Linked DNA regions of Rattus norvegicus: regions 1 and 2 are each linked to region 3. A link is a contact called in public Hi-C data. All regions are on one chromosome and are shown on one strand. Each heading gives the region's core, a stretch centred on a gene start, on an enhancer-like site or on the middle of the called end of the contact. The rest is flanking DNA. Distances are from core to core; before and after follow the strand shown.

The links. A called contact is a pair of places that touch in the nucleus more often than the background predicts.
Region 1: a contact with region 3 is called in a Hi-C map of Schwann cells, with 4 times the contacts expected there. The contact joins the promoter of Them7 here to the promoter of Eif3m in region 3. A contact is called at or near these places in 2 of 12 Hi-C or Micro-C datasets (the A7r5 cell line and Schwann cells).
Region 2: a contact with region 3 is called in a Hi-C map of the A7r5 cell line, with 1.8 times the contacts expected there. The contact joins the promoter of Ccdc73 here to the promoter of Eif3m in region 3. A contact is called at or near these places in 2 of 12 Hi-C or Micro-C datasets (the A7r5 cell line and Schwann cells).

Annotation. Positions count from the first base shown.
Region 1 is chr3:112,118,691-112,122,615 of GRCr8, forward strand. Them7 (thioesterase superfamily member 7) reads left to right here and starts at 2,247. Exons shown (of 3, transcript NM_001144862.2): 1 at 2,247-2,281.
Region 2 is chr3:111,735,928-111,739,928 of GRCr8, forward strand. It overlaps Ccdc73 (coiled-coil domain containing 73), which reads left to right and starts at 1,844. Exons shown (of 17, transcript XM_063284943.1): 1 at 1,844-2,071.
Region 3 is chr3:111,895,485-111,899,290 of GRCr8, forward strand. It overlaps Eif3m (eukaryotic translation initiation factor 3, subunit M), which reads right to left and starts at 1,709. Exons shown (of 11, transcript NM_001168523.1): 1 at 1,604-1,709. The coding sequence starts at 1,645. LOC134486134 (a long non-coding RNA gene) reads left to right here and starts at 1,830. Exons shown (of 2, transcript XR_010064865.1): 1 at 1,830-1,968; 2 at 2,320-2,805.

The DNA.
Region 1 (3,925 bases), core at 997-3,496, 220 kb after region 3:
TGTATACACATGGGCATCACTGTGCATGTGTGGAGAGCAGAGGACAGTTTGTAATTGTGTGTGTGTGAGTGTGTGTGTGTGTGTTTGCATGAGCGTGTACACACATGGGCATCACTGTGCATGTGTGGAGAGCAGAGGACGGTTTGTAAATGTGTGTGTGTGTGAGTGTGTGTGTGTGTGTTTGCATGAGCGTGTACACACATGGGCATCACTGTGCATGTGTGGAGAGCAGAGGACAGTTTACAGGAGCTGGTATTCTCCCTTCAGTCCTGGGTTCCAGGGATTGCACAAATGCCTTTCTCTGCCTGCTGGGACATTTTGCCAACCCCCCTTTCCTTTTTTTAATTTACTGGTGTATATTAATCATTCATTTTTGGGCTTCCTTATGACATTTCCATTGATGTACATAATGTATTTTGAGCATATTCATTCCCGTTACCCTTTTTGTGCCCTGTGACCTTTGGTGCAATTCTGTTTTAAATTTGGCTGGATCACTAGTTACTCTTTCCACTGCCATGACATTATCATTGCTGAGCTGTGCAGTGTTAAAGACGACCAAGACAGCTTTTCCTATCACAGCTCTAAGACTGTTCAGGAATAGCATGCCTAGGTTCTGGTTACTTGCTTGGTCTTTTATGCAATTGTTCGTTTACCCCTAGGGTCCCTTTTTGTTGGCTACAGAGCATCTCAATAAGCAAACCCACTACACTTTCATGTTTCGCCAGACCATCACTGAACCCACCTGGGAGGGTTGCTCTCCAATCCCACTGCACTGCTGCCCCTGGGCTCTCCTCTCACCATTGTCCCTCTGCCTGGTGGGCAAACTGGGCGTTCTCCTTCCCAAGGCCCCAAGCTCCTTCTTTCTTGCTTCACTCTCACAGGTAGTGAAATCCCTTCTCCTCCAGCACATTTCTTTGTTTTGGTGAAATAGTCTTGGTAAAATATTTGCCACTTAACTATTTTTAAGAAAGCCATCAACTCCTAGATGTTCCACGAAGTAAACATTCTATACAGGCACGCTGGAGATCCTGGAACTCTGTGTGGGTTAGTTTAAAAAGCTTACCAGATCATTCTGTGTAGTGTGGAAGTTACCACATTCCTGGAGTAAGCATACCACATTATAGGTACAAAAGCTCTGACCACCACCGAGGCTGGAGGAAAGAAGAAGAAAAATGTACCGGATGCCTGGCTCCGAATGACAGACAGCTCAAGATTAGTGGAGCATATACACACAATCCACCTGTGTAACCCACCTGTGTAACCCACCTGTGTAACCCACCTGTGTAACCCACCTGTGTAATCCACCTGTGTAACCCACCTGTGTAATCCACCTGTGTAACCCACCTGTGTAATCCACCTGTGTAACCATGAGGACGTGCTTAGGGTGTTACACAGTGGGAGGGAGATAAAGTTTGGGCATAATTTTGTAAAAAAGAATCCACAACTCTTTGAAACGAGGCACATTCATTCGGGAGCCAAACTTAACAGTGTTTCCCTCCGTGGGTTTTGTTTTAAAGATGTTTTCACTTTGCTGAGAAGTTTCTGGGAGGACTCCCCAAAGAAATATAGGTACCATTTCAGTAAAGTCAAATCCTGAGCCAGGTCTCATGATTTTCAAAGTACAGTGTAATTTTACAAGTGTGATGAAATGTGAATTTCCTCTGTCTTAATCCAGAGCACCAGCTTTAGTGAAGGTTTTAGACCCCCAACCCTACCTATTTTGAGGGTTTGGGAATCTGATTTGGACTGAGTTTTGTCCCCCATCACCAGGGCTGGGTGAATCTGAGGTTCTCTCTGGTTACTTTTCAGTAGACACTGGCATAAAGGCCGAGAACAGCTTTTATTTCACAGGTCAGAGCATCACGCCCAGAAGTTACCTGGCAACCATCGGGTAAACTCTATTGTCAGACATTTAAGCTGATGATAGAGCTTTCTAATCTTGATTGGCCTGCTGTCTTTTTCCTGCAGACACTGGAAACTCACGATCCTCCTTCAGAAAGCAAGGGCTATGAGGGTAGAAGGTTACACAGAGCCAGGGAAAGGGCTTTTATAACCTGAAGTTAGGGAAAAAGAAAAGCAAAACCAAACACAGGAGGACCTTGTTCTTTGACCCAAGCAGAAGAAATCTGCTGGGAATCCCAGCCTGCCATTGAGAAGAAGGCAGGGCAAAGGCCGCTCAGGCCGCCACGTCACCTGCAACCTGACCTCACCGGGCCCCTCCCTGTCCCCCATCCCACACCCCACCCCCATCTCCGGAGTCGGGAGCAACCGGCGGCCGACGGTAAGCGTTGCGGCCCCTGGCTGCAGAGCCATTGCACGATAGACCAACTAAGGAGTCGGCTCCTGCCGCGTCCCCCACGCTCCCGGGACGCATGCCGCGTGACCCGCCCGGGTTGGGGTTGGGGTTGGGGTTTGGCTTGGTGGCTTCCCGTCTGCACTTGGTCTTCCGCTCCGCCAGGCGCTGCGGCTCTAGGGTCTTGTACTGTGCGCAGGCTAGGGGACACTCCCCCTTGTGTCCAGAAGGTCCCTCCCCGCCAATGGTCGCCCCTGTTTGTCCTGCCCTCGGATAGCCCAGCCAGAATAGTTCAGCCAAAATAGTTGTCTGCTTCTCCCAGACTCAGCTCAGGGATCGCCTCTAGGAAACACACCGGAAGGGGGAGCTTTGGGTAACACGAACGCTTTTGTGTCCCTGAAAGCTGGCCTTCCACACACCTGGTTTTAATAAGTGCCTAGGGAGAAATATGGCCAGCAGCCTGAAGCATCCCCAAGAAATTCTGTCCACTGAAAGGAGACTTGCACTGTTCTCAATGTGTGCAGACTCACAGAGCCAGGGGCTGCAAAACCCGGTGCACTTTTCAACTTTATTTGTAGCCTAGACCGAATGTAGATTGTAGTGATGTTAGAAATGAGATCTAAGCAGCTGTTACACACTCATTCATTAAACCTTGAAGACAAGAAGACTGCACAATTATGCACGATGTATCCCCCCCTTTCCAGTTCTAATCATACAAAAAAGGCTCATTGAAAAAACAACAAACAAGTAACCACCTTCCTGTACTCCCACCTCCTTAACCACAGACACACATGTAACCAGTTGCAATTAGAGGTACTTGGCATGTTCTTTTCAAACTAGGAGGCTAAATTACATCCCTACAGAAGGGAAGTTTTCTTAAAGTCCTGAGGAAACGGTCTCACAATACAGAACTGACTGGAAGTCAAAGATTCTATCGGGCTTTTAGCCTATATCGTAAAAGTTTAAAGAGCCAAGACATGAAAGACTTTCCAAAGGAGCCTTCTGAGCTGTATAAATACAAGTTCTGAACATTCCCGCTTACATTTCTACTGCGCCCTCACTCAGAGCCAAGAGGAAGCTTCTATTTAGCACTTCGTTCCTTACACTCTTAAGAAAAGAATGCTCACCCTACTATGTGCTAGAATTTTGAGACCATTAAATTTTCATAAAGTTTTTCCTAAACCCTTAGTCAGCATTTAACCCGAGGCCTCCAGGTCTTGTACTTCTGCTCCCTCTGCCTTTCCCTTACTCCTTTGCTTATTCGGATTTCAGCTCACAGGCCCATTTCCCTGACCGCATGAAGCTCTGTTTAAAGCACCCTTTGGAATGATCTCATTAATTTGATTATTGCCTGTCTCAGAGAGGGGAGGGAGGGAGGTGAAGAGGGAGAGGGAGAGGAGGGAGGCAGGGGGAGGGGGAGAGGGAGAAGGAGAGGAGGGAGGCAGGGGGAAGGGGAGAGGGAGAGGGAGAGGGAGAGGAGGGAGGCAGGGGGAGGGGGAGGGGGAGAGGGAGAGGGAGAGGAGGGAGGCAGGGGGAGGGGGAGAGGGAGAAGGAGAGGAGGGAGGCAGGGGGAGGGGGAGAGGGAGAAGGAGAGGAGGGAGGCAGGGGGAGGGGGAGAGGGAGAAGGAGAGG
Region 2 (4,001 bases), core at 594-3,093, 160 kb before region 3:
TAGTCATAAGTTGAGAATTTAAAGTTTGGAGAGCAGGAAGCTAGCTTACAGCACTCAGACATGGTATCTTGGAAATAGTCTGGAGAAACATGGATAGAAGTTATTAGAAGCGATGGGAGTAGTCAGACATTTCTACATTTGATAGCAATATGAAACAGAATTTTACAAAGCAGGAGAAAAAATCCAGAGTTTATCCCAGAGGAATTGGCTCAGTTTGGGGGTGTTGCAAGGTTACCAGAAAGGAACCAACTCCAGATACCAACAGGGAGCTACCACTAAAGATAGATAATCTCATAGGCCAGAGAGAAGGCTTAGCATTAAAAAGAATGCCGTACCCTTCCAGAGGATTCAAGGTCAACTTCCAGTGCCCATGTTGGATGACTTAAACCACCGGTAACTCTAGCCCTAGTGTTTTTGGCATTATTTTGTGTATACGAGTGTTTTGACCTGTATATATATTTGTGTACCCTGTGCATGTCTGATGTCCACTGAAGTTAGAAGTGTGGATGTCCTGGGATTGGAGGAGTTAACAGACAACTTTGGGCTGCTATGTGGATGCTGGGAATTGAACTCTGGTTCTCTGCAAGAGCAACAGTGCTCTTAACCACCTGAGCCAACACTCCAGCTTCAATATTTGTTTTTATTTTTAATTATGTGTGCATATGTATGCAAATTAGGGCAAGTGCCTGGGAAGGCCAGAAACATGGAATCTCCCGGGCACTCAAATTACAGCTGCTTGCAAGCCACTGCATGTGGAATTGAAGTCAGATCTGCAAAAGTAGTATGTGCCCTTAACCACTGAGTCATTTTTTTCTGACTCCTAAATATGTTTTAGTAATAGTATGGTTAGACATTTAAGATCAGAGTTCTTTCAGATTTTGGTAGAATGGACAAGCTCTGTAGGCCTGGAACATACTTTATTAATAGTTGTATGGAATAAATTCTCAACAGTGAATTATATTGTTAGGTTCAGAATAGAAAAGAGGTGCAATCATCAGTATGATTAGAATTTCTTTTTCTTTAAAGTTAAAAATTATCTATGTCCCTCCCTCCCTCCTTCCTTCTCTTTCTCCCTTTCTTATCCCTTCTTTTCTTCTTCCCCATCATTGTTTCCTGTCTTGTTCTCCCAGGCACAGGAAGAGGTAAGAGGACAACTTGTAATAGATTTCTAAGAGGTCATCAGGTCTGGCAGCAGGTGACTTCACCCGCAAAGCCATCATGTTGCTACCTACATTTCTCCTCCTATTTAGTATTTCACTTAAAAAACAAATAAAAAACAACATTGTCTTCTCGAGGAATAACACGTTTATGCACATCAAACACATAAAGCATCCCAAGTCATAAGGTATTAAACGGCTAGGCACCCCTTTCCTATTCTCACAGCGTTCATTGTTCCTAATAAATAACTGTTTTTTGCTTGTTTGTTTTTAAATCGTCCCGAAGACTGTTTAAAATGATATAGCAGGGCATGGCAGCATAGTTATTTAATTCCAGCACTTTGGATGCAGGGATAGGTAGGAGCATCTCTGTGAGTTTCAGGCCAGCCAAGGCTACATAGTAAGACACTGTCCTACCCCGTTCTCTGCCCCCAAATAATACTGGGGGCAGTTGTGACACATAATTTATTCCCAGTACTCGGGAGGCAGAGGCAGGCAGATCTCTGTTTTTGAGGGCAGCCTGGCTTACAGAGTGAGTTCCACAACAGCCAGGGATACAGGGCTACAAAGAAAAACAACAAACAAACAAAGGGCTAATATAGTCCTCTCCAAGTCCTTAAAGGTGGCGGCTCAATTGCAGACTGAAAACCGGAAGCACCTTTGGGTAGGAAAAGATGACCCGGAAATGCTGAGTACTAAGCGGTCTTCCCTGAGGTAACTCAACTTCCGTGCTGAGCGCTGTTTAGGAAGTCGCTCTAACACTTCCACCCAGTGTTATTATAAAGGTTGCCCTGGAGCTCAGGTGTCCCACCAAATCCTCATGCTGACTTCTCCGGGCCTGGTCGTCCTTGAGTCTCCTGTCAGGTGTTCCTAGAATCTTCCGCCACGAGACGCACCACCCATCAGGTTTACTGGTTGGTAATATGATTCTTGCGTTTTCTTAATAGGGTTGTGTGCTTTAGGGTGTTTGGTTTTGTTTGAACCCATTTTTACATTATGAACACAGCGTTATAGTGTTGGACACACTTGTCAAAAGTTTTAATGAAGTCGGCTGGTCAGAATTTTGTCACATTTAAAAAACCCAGTGAATTGGTGGGTATTTACAGAACAGTTCGAGCATAGGGCAAAAATTATAACTTCAAGTCATGGAAGTATGTAAATATTCAAGGAAATTTTTAGATTTTCCATTATTCCTCTGGTAATTTTATTCTGTTAGATTTTGAGTTTTCAGACAAGGTCTTGATTTGTAGTGCAGGAGGACGTCCAACTCTTTTATCCTCCTGCTTAGCTTCGGAATGCAGGGATTTGACAATATTATTCATTCTTCACGTGTGCTTTTTAAAGACAGATTTAAATGGAAATCTGCTGGGAATAAAATTTCTGTCTTCGGCCCCGCAGTGGTGGCGCACATCTTTAATCCCAGCGCTCAGGAGGCAAAGGCAGGTAGATGTATGTTCGAGGCCTGGTCTACAGGGTAGTTCAAGGACAGCCAAGGCTATCCAGAGATCCTATCTCAAACAACAACAAAGAAAAACAACACCCCCCAACCCGAAACCAAAAAAAAAGTCACAACAAAACAAAACAAACAAACAAATAAAACTGCTTTCTTAATCCCTATGATGCCAAATTGAATTTTGGGTTTAAATTATTCATACATTATCTCGATCTTCTACCTTACGTTGAATTTTTAAGAAAAAGTGAGTGAACTGTCAAAGAGTTTAAGGGAACTCGTATTAATTGCCTTCTGTTTTGACCATGTGGAGTCCATTAAGAGTCATCCATATAGAGAGGGATTGGACTTCGATAATATTTGACTATTTCCTCTTTTGTCATAGTTGTGACAAATGTCTATGACTACCTTTGCTTTATATCTTAAGGAGAAAAGAAACATGAGCCTCAAAATCAGCAAACATTGTGTTGTATAGTAGAACATACTCTCTAATCCATAACAGCTCTTCAGCCAGTTTGACTATTGACAATACTCCTTGGTTTATGGGTTGGTCTGAGGTTGTTAATGTATTTTTGGAAAATCAATTATATAATTGGATGACTTTTGAGGTGTGTTTTCATGACTCGAGAGTCTGTGTAATTACTGTGTTGGTTTTTAAATCATAGCGTCCACCAGGCGGCAGCATGGTGTTTTCAGTTTCTTGAGCTCAGCGCTTCATGAGCAGACTGATGCTGTGCTAGTGTCAATGTGACAGTAATGAATATTGATCATATGCTGAGTGCTTCTTACCATGCCATGACCTGACCAAAGGATTATGTATGCACATTTCTCAATCATTAAAGTTCTGGGCCCCAGGACATTGCTTTTTATTCTCCTTATACCACATAAGGAAAAAGATTAAATAACAACAAAGACCATTTATTGGCACTTCATTGCCAGTGAATGACAGCCAGAATCGGAACTTGTGTGCTTAAGCACTGCTCATGCTAACCTAACTAAAGCTGTCAGGTGTGCCCAAATTCCTAAGGCCCACACTCAATATATAAGAAACCTGACTGGTACAAACATTTAAACTTATTTGTACAAATGTCATTTTGCAGAACACTTTAAGCAGTTTGCAGAAATTCATAGAAGTGTATAAATATCCAGCAAAAGTTCTAGATCTTTTTCCTGAATCTTCTGACAATTCCTTTATTTTTTGTTTTGTTTTGTTTTTGAACCAAGTGTGAAGTAAGCATTGTTTAATGTATCCCAAGACAGTTATGTGTTCCAAGGAGCATTAATCCTGTGAGATGCTTCATCAAAAGTCCTGGGAAATTCACCAAAGGCTCTAAGATGTCCTCCAGTAAACAAACATAATAATCCAACTTCTTATTAAACTCACTGTTCTCTTA
Region 3 (3,806 bases), core at 459-2,958:
GATCTTTAGTTACTTTTTCCTTTGATGGTTTGACATTCATACAGTGAAACATAAATGTAGATGACTTTTACAGCTAATACAATAAAAACCTAAAACAGTAGAGTATAAAGTATTCCTTTAGAAAACGCACAGGTGGCAGGGTGAGGTGCTGGGCGATGAGGAGCTGGGCGGCGAGGTGCTAGACAGTGAGGTGCTGGGCAGTGAGATGATGGGCAGGGCAAGGGGCTGGGCAGTGAGGTATTGGGCAGGGTGAGGTGCTGGACAGTGAGGTGTTAGGCAGGGCGAGGTGCTGGGCAGTGAGGTGTTGGGCAGTGAGATGATGGGCAGGGTGAGGTGCTGGGCAGTGAGATGATGGGCAGGGTGAGGTGCTAGGCAGGCTGAAGTGCTAGGCAGGCTGAAGTGGTGCACAACTGTGGCCACAGACCTTGTGGCAGAGGCAGGGAGATCTCTATAGGTTCCCGGCCAGCCAAGGTTTAACAAACCATAGTGAAACATTTCCCAAAAGTCAAAAGGGGAAGCAGGAGGAGGGGATAGAAAATGCACGGATGTCAAATTATCTGAATAAAGCCAAAAGAACCTTGGGGGAAATAACCAACATTTTTAATCCCACAAATTTATTTAGCTACCTCAGAAACCAAACAAACCCGTAGATCTGATGGAATTATTTTTCCAAACAATAGCACAGTAATTTCATATAGAAGGTGGCATGGCATTATAAAAAAGGTTATTTTGAAAACTTGTGTCATATTAGAAAGAACAAAACACAAGAAATCATTTTTTTCTTTATGACACAAATATATAATCTAACCAAGATTTAAAGGAAGCATTTGTTCACTTCCTGCTTTACAAACCTTTTTCTAAGAATTAGTAAACGCTTAATGTTTTTATACCATTCTTGCTGACCACAAGACACTCGACAATGTGGTCAAATGACAAGAAAGTCTCTATTCATACCCTGGATAGATAAATACTAGTTAATTCCTGGGAACTCTAGCTACCATTGCTATCAAATACTCTTGTATCCTATGTGTGCATAGCTTCCTCTCCTTCTTGTTTAACATATGGAACCCTAAGTTTCTGTCAGCGTGAGAATGCAAACGACAAAAATTTTGGTTATAGAAAATTAAAAGACTGTCATCCCAGCAATTAAACTTCTGTAACAAGAAAAACAAGAAGTCATCTGTCTTGTACACCTTAGTGTAAACCCCAATTAGTGAACTTCAAAGTGTCCAGGATGGCCGGCCAGATGCTTTTGCCTCACAGCGGGTTTGGGACTGACAGGTGGGATTATGGGAACAGAAAACACGAGTCAACAAGTAAAATACAGGCCACTCTCGCCTGTGGCCCACTAACATCCACATTTAGACGCTCAAAGTTGCTTCTCCCGGCTACACGCGAACTTCGCAGACACCGTTCCGGGTCCGCGGAAAGTTCTGGGTCGACATCTGCGACTCCGGATAAGTCCCGACGCCCACCGGGCCCGCGTCCGGACCGTCGGCCGCGCACGCGCCGAGACCCAGGTTAGGAGAGCGCGCTCCCACCTCATGGGCTCGGTCCCGGGCATCTCCCGCACCCACCGCCCCGCGGGTCCCGCAACGTGCACCTGGTCTTCCTCGCTGATATCGATGAAGGCCGGGACGCTCATGGTGAAGGCCTGGCTGCGGAAGACGCTCCGCTCCAGAACCACGCCGACCGGAAAAGGAGCGGTACCACACGGTGTTACGCACAACCGCTTCCGGGTCAGCCTGATGGGGCGGGTTTCGTGGGCGGGACCCGCAATTCTACTTCCTCCCCGCAGCCTCTAGTCTAATTCTCTGCTTTAGCTGTTGCCCGGCTCTTACCTGAAACCCTTCCCTCTCCCCAAAAGTGGGTTGGGCTGAAGTGTCCTTTGCCCGCTGGCTGCCTGCGGGTCAAACTGTGCTTCAGGCAGCTATGGGACCCTACCTCGGCCAAAGCTTCGGGAACCTAGTGAGTTCTGACGACTCTGGGAGCTTTCCAGATGGCTCCTTTCCCCTAAAGCCTTGGAAGTTTTTGGGTTTTTTCTGTTATGTTTCAACCCAGTTTGCTGGTCCATTTGCTAGGCAGTGTTTCTAGCTACTTAAGGGTGACTAGTTTTCAAAGAATGCTCCCACTTAACTAGTAAGGACTTATCCAGAATACATACCTCAGTGGGTGTTACTCAGTATTGTTAGGAATTGATTCCAGGATCCCTTCTCTAAGGATGCCATAATCTATGGTGCTCAAGACCCTTATATAAAAATGGCATAGGACACTTAAAATACCCAATCCAATGTAAATTCTGTGTTCTTTGTTTTCTAGGGAATGACAAAGTCTGCATATTCAGTACAGATGTTTCCAGAATACTTTAGTGTGCAGTTGATTGAATCTGGATGCAGAACTTGGAGCCATGGAGGACCAAGAACGTTGAAAATGCAACAATAAGGGGAAATGCAATTTAAAAGTGGGCTGAAAAGTAAAGACAGACTTTATTAGAGAATATACACATGGTATCCACAGTTGCTAGAATGCCCCCATTAAATGGCCTGTCAGGTATTTTCTTCTTTAATGATTGACATGGGAGGGCCTAGCCCACTGTGGGTGGTGGCACCCTGGGTAGGTGGCCCTGAGTTGTATTGAAAAGCAAGCCAAGCTAGCTACAAGGAGAAAGTCAGTAAGCAGTAAGTACAGTACGCCTGTGCTTCAGTTCCCACCTCCAGGCTCCTGCCTTGGGTTCTTGCCTTGACTTCGCTAAGCAATGGAGCTTAGCCTAAAAGTTGTCCAATAAAGTGAACCCTTCTTCCCCAAGTCATTTTTGGCCATATTTTATCACAGCAATGGGAAGCAAACTAAGGCAATCTTCCTGGAATGCTGGGTTACAAAGTAGGATGAGCAAGGAAAAAAAGAGAGACTGCTTGAACAGAGGGGAGCAGATTTCTGAGGGGTAGGGGGAGAGGCTGTAAGGGAGAGTGGGGCAGTGAGTCAGAACATGTCAGAATGGTCTCAGGGTTTTAGGCTGGCCCGGGAAACGTTATTATACCAGTTAGCTAGGCCACAGCCGGGCACTGACGCTGGAGCAGAGCCGCTCGCCACAGCAATCTTTGCTCTGAATTTTGAAAGGTGACATTTTCTCTGAGATTAATATTTTTCAACTATGCTCTCATTTTCTTGATGAAAATTTGTTTTGAACATTAATGTTGCCAGCTTTTTCTTCAGTATTTATTTTAACTCACCAGTAAGTCTTTCTTTAAAAATGCATATATTTTGTTGAATATTTTAAAACCCTATTTTAACATTAGTCCCATCCCCCAGTCCCTTTTTTTTTTTATTTTACTCCTTGCTATATTTTAATACCAAAGTTGTCTGAATTCTTTTTTTTTATTAACTTGAGTATTTCTTTTTTTTTCTTTATTATTTTTTTTCTTTTTTTTTTATTAACTTGAGTATTTCTTATATACATTTCGAGTGTTATTCCCTTTCCCGGTTTCCGGGCAAACATCCCCCTCCCCCCTCCCCTTCCTTATGGGTGTTCCCCTCCCAACCCTCCCCCCATTGCCGCCCTCCCCCCCACCAGTCTAGTTCACTGGGGGTTCAGTCTTACCAGGACCCAGGGCTTCCCCTTCCACTGGTGCTCTTACTAGGATATTCATTGCTACCTATGGGGTCAGAGTCCAGAGTCAGTCCATGTATAGTCTTTAGGTAGTGGCTTAGTCCCTGGAAGCTCTGGTTGCTTGGCATTGTTGTACTTTTGGGGTCTCGAGCCCCTTCAAGCTCTTCCAGTTCTTTCTCTGATTCCTTCAATAGGGGAC